Regions from separate parts of the Mus musculus genome. Here region 2 is linked to region 1. A link is a contact called in public HiChIP or PLAC-seq data. All regions are on one chromosome and are shown on one strand. The core of a region is the stretch at or near the end of the contact, and the rest is flanking DNA. Distances in the headings are between cores, read along the strand shown. Region 1 overlaps Camk1d (calcium/calmodulin-dependent protein kinase ID). Region 2 overlaps Camk1d (calcium/calmodulin-dependent protein kinase ID).

Region 1 (2,936 bases), core at 301-2,800:
TCCATAGGTGCCATGGAGCACTGGGGTTCCAAACATATGCCACTGTTCTTGGGTTCCTTGTGAGGCTGGTGATTTGAACTCAGGCCCTCTTGTTCACATAACAAGCACTTTACCCATTGAGTCACCTCCTTGGCCCCAAAAGAGATGCTTAATAGAGTTGAAGTGCAGGTTTAAGAGAGAAAGGCACTTTTGATGCTGTGTGGGCTTCTTTAAGAGAATCACACTTCATGGTCTTTACAATTGTATGATCTGCGATTTCGAAGGGATTTGAAGCTATTATCTTCAAAGGGTTCTTAAGGAAACTAATGAGGTCACAGGGTGGCTCCTGAATGGCCCCCGACAGGACTCTACTTGATAACATGAAACTCTAGATTAGAAGGATCTAGGAAGGAATCCTTACTGTAAACAGAGTTAATAGTCTTGTTTGTGAGATTCCCAGGAGATGCCTGTGAGGAAGCTGGGGCTCTATCCAAGGTCTTATGCATGTGCTCTCATTGCTATTTTAAAATGAAATGTCTGTACACGAATAAGTATTATCTTTGTTGGCAGCCTTCAAAGCTAATGTTGGCTGTTGGAGAATTCTCACTCCTTAGTCGGTGATGGTGAGAGGCTTCACCGGACCTGGGGCAGAGAGGCGCACGTTCCTTCTGACGCTTCTCACACATTTACTTGGCTTGATGATAGCATTTCAGGGGCTGAGGCCAGATCATACCAAACTAAACAATGAAGCGTTTTAGGCTAGCCTAGATTACATAATAAGTTCCAGGTCAGTTGGAGGTCTATATGGCTAAATGAATTTCATCCATCTTTCTGCTACTGATTTTCCTTGAGAAATGGAATGTGTGTATGTGTGCACATATATTCACATGCACATTTGAATGTGTGTATGCATATGCATGTGTGCACATACTTGTGTGTGTGGATATGCATTTGTATGTGTGCATGTACATGCGTGTGTGAGTGCATGTGTGTGTGTGTGTGTGTGTGTGTGTGTGTGTGTGTGAGCGAGCATCTTCACATTCAGATGCACATGACTGGATGCCAGAGTCAACAGGGAGAGCCTTCCTTAGTCATTTTTCATGACATTTTTTGAGACACGGTCTCTCTTTGACTCAGGTAGATTGACTGGCCAGTGAGTTTCAAAGATGGATGCCCGTGGTCTCTGCCTCCCCACCACCTCTAGCACTGGCCCAGCCTGCTCAGCTTTTGAGATGGGTGCTGGGGATCAAAATCACGTCCTCAGCTAACAAGCTAGCAAGTACTGACTGAACCACCCTCCCAGCCTGGGGAATTGATTTTTCCTCCCATCCTGTTAGAATTGTGGGGCTACTTTGTTTTCTCTCTACTTTCTGAACTATCTTCACTCCATTTTCAAGAAAACTGCTCTGAGTGGTTTGTTCTGCCAGTGTCCAACCTAGAATAGTGTTGGGAAAGAAATGATTGGACCAATGGCTAACAGCCAGATCAGATGTCGCTACAGAGCTCCAGCCTCAAGTCTGTGTCGACTGGCCAAGGAAACCTGACAATAACCCCCATCCTGATTGGTCCAAACGACAAGGACTTGATCAATAAGTGCCAGCTGCCCTGATTTTTGTCCTCATTTCCAACGTAGAACCAATGGGGGGCAGGTACATAATGCTCCCAGTCACACGGGAGCCTTGCTGTTCCAGGCGCTCCTGCAGAGATCCCAGGCCTCGAGTGTCACCAGGCCAGCCGTCTTCACTCAGGGGACAGCTAAGCCTTCCCTTTTTTCTGCTACAAAGCCTCCTGCTCCACTTCTCTGGCTGCTTTCTCTTGAGTCTCTGCCAAACACAGTGACAGTGTCTAACTCCCTTTATAGTAAGCTCTGATGAATAACCTTTCTTTTCTCCTTTTGGTGACTGCATTGTCACACAGGAAGAGACCCAGGAAAGAGCCCGGCTCTACCTGCTTAGGTGCTTTGTCTGGTTATGACCTTGCGGCCACATCTGCACCTGTGTAATTGGGCTTCAAGGCTCATTTGTCCCTCCCTCCCTCCTGCCCTCCTCCCTCCCTTCATCTCTTCTACTTTTCCATGTGTGTGTGTGTGCATGTGCATATGTGTTATATATATACATATATCATACATGTATGCTTTCAAGTGGAGGCCAGAGGACAACTTTAAGGTCTTGTTCCTTAAGTAACATTGATGATGATGATGATGATGATGATGATGATGATTGGATCGTGAGGCTCCCTAATCACACTAGTCAGGTTGGCCAGCAAATCCCAGGAAGAAGGCTGTCTTCATCCTCCCAGTTCTGGAATTCACGTACATGCCACCATGCCTGACTTTTGTCCATTTTTAAGTGTCGGTTCTGGGAATTGAAGACAGCTCTTACGTTGATGCACTGTGCTGCCCAAGGTACTGGGTCCTGCTGAAAGAATGGCTATCTGAATCCAGTTGCTGCTCAGGCCACAGGATCTGCAGTAGCCAGTCCCCTTCTCACAGGCAGCCTACTGGAGCATGACCTAGGACTCTAACAATCCAAGTTCCAGGATTTTTTGCCTGGGGAAGTGAGTTTATGTCAAAGCGGGTACTCGGAGGCCTCACTTTCTCCCTGTTATCCCAATTCCTGTCTGGAAATTAGAAAGCCAGGCTACAAGGCTATGTAGTGAAACCACCACATCCTTGGAAAGCTCTAAGACAAGACTCTTATCATGGGGCCCTGCTCTCCTCTCTTCAAAGCCTTCTCCATGCCCCAAGTCTTTCTTGGTGCTGGGGTCTGAACCCTCCTCAGAGCTCCTGCTATACTGTTGTCTGTCTGTCTATCCACTGTGTCAAAGAAATTCTTTTAATAAACTTCTTACTCCCCAGGATCCATATTAGGGTCCTTCTTGAACCTTTTATATAAACACTATGGCCTCTGACAGTCATTGTGATAACTGGTAACAACAAAATGGTCTCTGCAGTGGCT
Region 2 (3,028 bases), core at 434-2,933, 180 kb before region 1:
ACTTCTTGGAGGACCGAGAATCTTGATCTCTGCCTCAGTATGACTTGATTACCTTGATCCACGTGAATCATATGCCCACATTACAGACATTTTATAAGTCCCAAATGAGCCAAGCCAGCTGTGAGACAGTATATAATGAGGCCTATGTCACCCAGAAGGCATTATTCTATTATAAAGATGATAGCTTTATGAACAAGCCTTTATCATGTTAGCAATATGCTCACCTTTGAAAATGAAGCTATCATCTTTTGAGAAGGCGCTTAAATTGGGCATATAGTGACCTTGACTCTTCCCCCAGAGTTTCTTAGTATAATAATCTATCTGGCCCTACTAGGTGCTGCTTCTTCTTCAGCTTCTGCTTCTGCTTCTGCTTCTGCTTCTGCTTCTGCTTCTGCTTCTGCTTCTGCTTCTGCTTCTGCTTCTGCTTCTGCTTCTGCTTCTGCTTCTGCTTCACCTCCTCCTTTTCCTCCGTTCCCTCCTCCTCTTTCTCCTCTCCCTCCTCCTCCTTCTGTTCCTTCTCCTCCTTCTTGTCATTATTTATTACTATTATTACATTGTTTTCAGTATTAGTTGTTAAGTGATTGACACTGTAAGGGAAACTTTGGAAAAGAAATAGGGCTGGAGAGATGGCTCAGTGGTTAAGAGCACTGACTGCTCTTCTAGAGGTCCTGAGTTCAATTCCCAGCAATCACATGGTGGCTCACGGCTGTCTGTAATAGGATCCAATGCCCTTGTTTGGTGTGTCTGAAGACAGCTATAGTTTGAAGATGAGCTACAGTGTGCTCATACATAAAATAAATAAGTAAATCTTTAACAAAAAGAAATAGTAAAAATAAATATTATCTAGTGAGAGAATTTAAAAACCATGAAAGGGTATTTGGTACATTTTCTGTAGCTGTAACGGCAAAGTATAGACTAGATAATTTACAAAGAAAAGATCTTTACTTGCTTGTCTTACAATTCTAGAGCTTCAAGAACGTAACTCGTGCATTTGCTTGGTATCTGGTGGGCTTTATTTGCAGGTAGGAGATGTTCTAGAAAGTTCTCTTATTCTCTGTCTCTCTCTGACTCTCTCCCCCTGTATGTGTTTGTGTCTATGTATGTATATGTGTATCTCTCTCTCTCTCTCTCTGGCTTTCTGTGTCTTGCCTCTGCCTCTGCCTCTGTATGGATTGCTTGTTTTAGAAAGCCACTATTAAAATTATGGAGGACCACTTCCATGTTCTTCTTCAATCCTGATGACTTCTCATAGGCCCCATCTACAAATGCTATTAGTGGATGGCTTTGTGCAATCAATTTCTCCATGAGAGCTCTGGAGACACATCTCACAGCAGGCCTAAAGAAGATTGGACTGGATGGCTGGATGAACCTTGGGATATCAGTTTCTCCAGGAAATGGATGCTCCTGAAGTTTAATGGGGGCAGCCTCTTGGTTGTGATAGGGCAGTGGATATTTATTGATTGGTGATATTATTGATCTCTTGCCGTTCTCCTGGCAGCTGTGGTTGGGCACTGCACACAGGTTTGATGTTGGCTGTGGATATGGTGGCGGCTGTCTTGGTTGAGTGCCACGAATGACTGGCGGTGTGAGGCGTATCTGTATTTTGTGCTAGCTTGGCCAGTGTGGTGGTGGCATTCCTTGACTTACTGTCATGATCACCTCTTCTGCTGTGATCACCACCTCTAAAGATGTCCCCAGACTCAGCAGTGTGATGGAACCTGGTGTCAGGATGAGATGCCACTTAACAGGCTTGTAGAGAGCTAATAATACACATGAGCAAATGGAGATAAACAATAATCACACCCACATGTGGCAGCCTGTCCCTGATAGGACAAGATAGGAGTGGCTTCTCAGTTGCCCCATGATAGGTGACAGAATAAATACCATTTCACACTCAGCCCTTTCCTCTGACAAAGTGCAAATACCTCATACCTTTAAGCCACCTTCTTAGCCATGTTATTTTTTTCCTTTAAGATGGGGTTTCATGTAGCCCCAAATGTGCTGTGTAGCTGTAGATAAACTCTCAACTGCGGATCCTCCTGCATCTACCTTCCAGATGCTGGGTTTGTACACATGGGCCACAGTTGATCTATGTGGTACTGAAGATTGAAGGCCAGGTCTCCTGCAGGCTAGGCAGGCACTATGTCTCCATCTTCTGTGGTTTGGATCTTAGATGTTTACCAAATATTTCTGTGTTAAAGGCTGGCTCCTGTCTTGATACTGCTGGAAGGTGGTAGACCTTTCAAAAGCTGGGCTCTAGGGAGAGGTCTTTAGGGGTGATGTTGGGACTCCACGCTGTGAATCTATTTTCCTCTTGGGTTTGGCCACCAGGTAAGCATCTGCTCCCCCATCTGCTCCACTATGATATGCTATTTTATGACAGGACTAAAATCAACAGGGCTATCGGCCCCGTACTGCCAAAACTGAGCCCAAGGAGACCCCTTCTCTTGGTCTCTAGTCTTTGTTATAGTGACAGAAAGCTGACTGGTACACTTCCTTGAGAGGATTTTTGGAATCATCGCATCTTGCAATTAGATGGTGGTGTCTTTCTTAGGGCATGGAGAACAAGTCCCCCAGCAATCTTCTTATATAGGCTGTAAAACCAGGAGCCTGGCGATCAAGTGACCTGTCCAAGGTTCCATGAAGAAACCTGACAACACCCAGGTCCGTAGCTCTTTGGCTGAGATTTTTCTTGCCGTGCCTTGTGGGTGTAGACACTGAATGTTGGGAAGCACAAATGCAGCTCTGGTGCAGTCATGGTTCCTAGAGTGCAGGCTGTTTTGTGGGCTTTGCCTTGGTCCTTGCTTTCACACGCTTGTGGCCTTGGGCTTCACGTTGCAGGTGTGAATTCTCCTGTGGATGTGATGGGCTGCTGAGAAATGCTGCGTGGAGTGGATAGTCCTTTTGCTCCCTCTGCCTGCTTTCCTTCCGCTGTGCTGTGTTGTGGATCACAGGTCATGTGTCCCTATCAGCGAGGCAGGCAGAGCTGAGGGTGGGGCATATTGGGTCCCTATGCTACTGTGCTGAG

Evidence for each region. HiChIP or PLAC-seq counts read pairs in DNA pulled down with a chosen protein or histone mark.
Region 2: an H3K27ac HiChIP or PLAC-seq map of heart atrium shows a contact between it and region 1, with 6 times the contacts expected there. The contact joins two enhancer-like sites. A contact is called at or near these places in 11 of 39 promoter capture datasets (the 3T3-L1 cell line, 3T3-L1-derived adipocytes, the HPC-7 cell line and 7 more), 2 of 484 Hi-C or Micro-C datasets (nephron progenitors and pancreatic cancer cells), 10 of 115 datasets of contacts at active chromatin or transcription factors (bone marrow-derived macrophages, double positive thymocytes, embryonic forebrain and 7 more) and 1 of 9 other capture datasets (pancreatic islet).

Annotation. Positions count from the first base shown.
Region 1 is chr2:5,518,130-5,521,065 of GRCm38.p6, reverse strand. All of the region lies in intron 2 of Camk1d (calcium/calmodulin-dependent protein kinase ID), which reads left to right. Among named protein-coding and RNA genes, the nearest start is that of Gm36853, 37 kb to the right of the region's middle. Within about 2 kb of position 1,550, at least 26 of the 459 cell types and tissues checked have an H3K27ac peak or open chromatin away from gene starts, as enhancers often do. A contact at or near this core is called in heart atrium, where this site is marked.
Region 2 is chr2:5,699,871-5,702,898 of GRCm38.p6, reverse strand. The region is part of intron 1 of Camk1d (calcium/calmodulin-dependent protein kinase ID); the gene reads left to right. Among named protein-coding and RNA genes, the nearest start is that of Camk1d, 13 kb to the left of the region's middle. Within about 2 kb of position 1,683, at least 12 of the 459 cell types and tissues checked have an H3K27ac peak or open chromatin away from gene starts, as enhancers often do. A contact at or near this core is called in heart atrium, where this site is marked.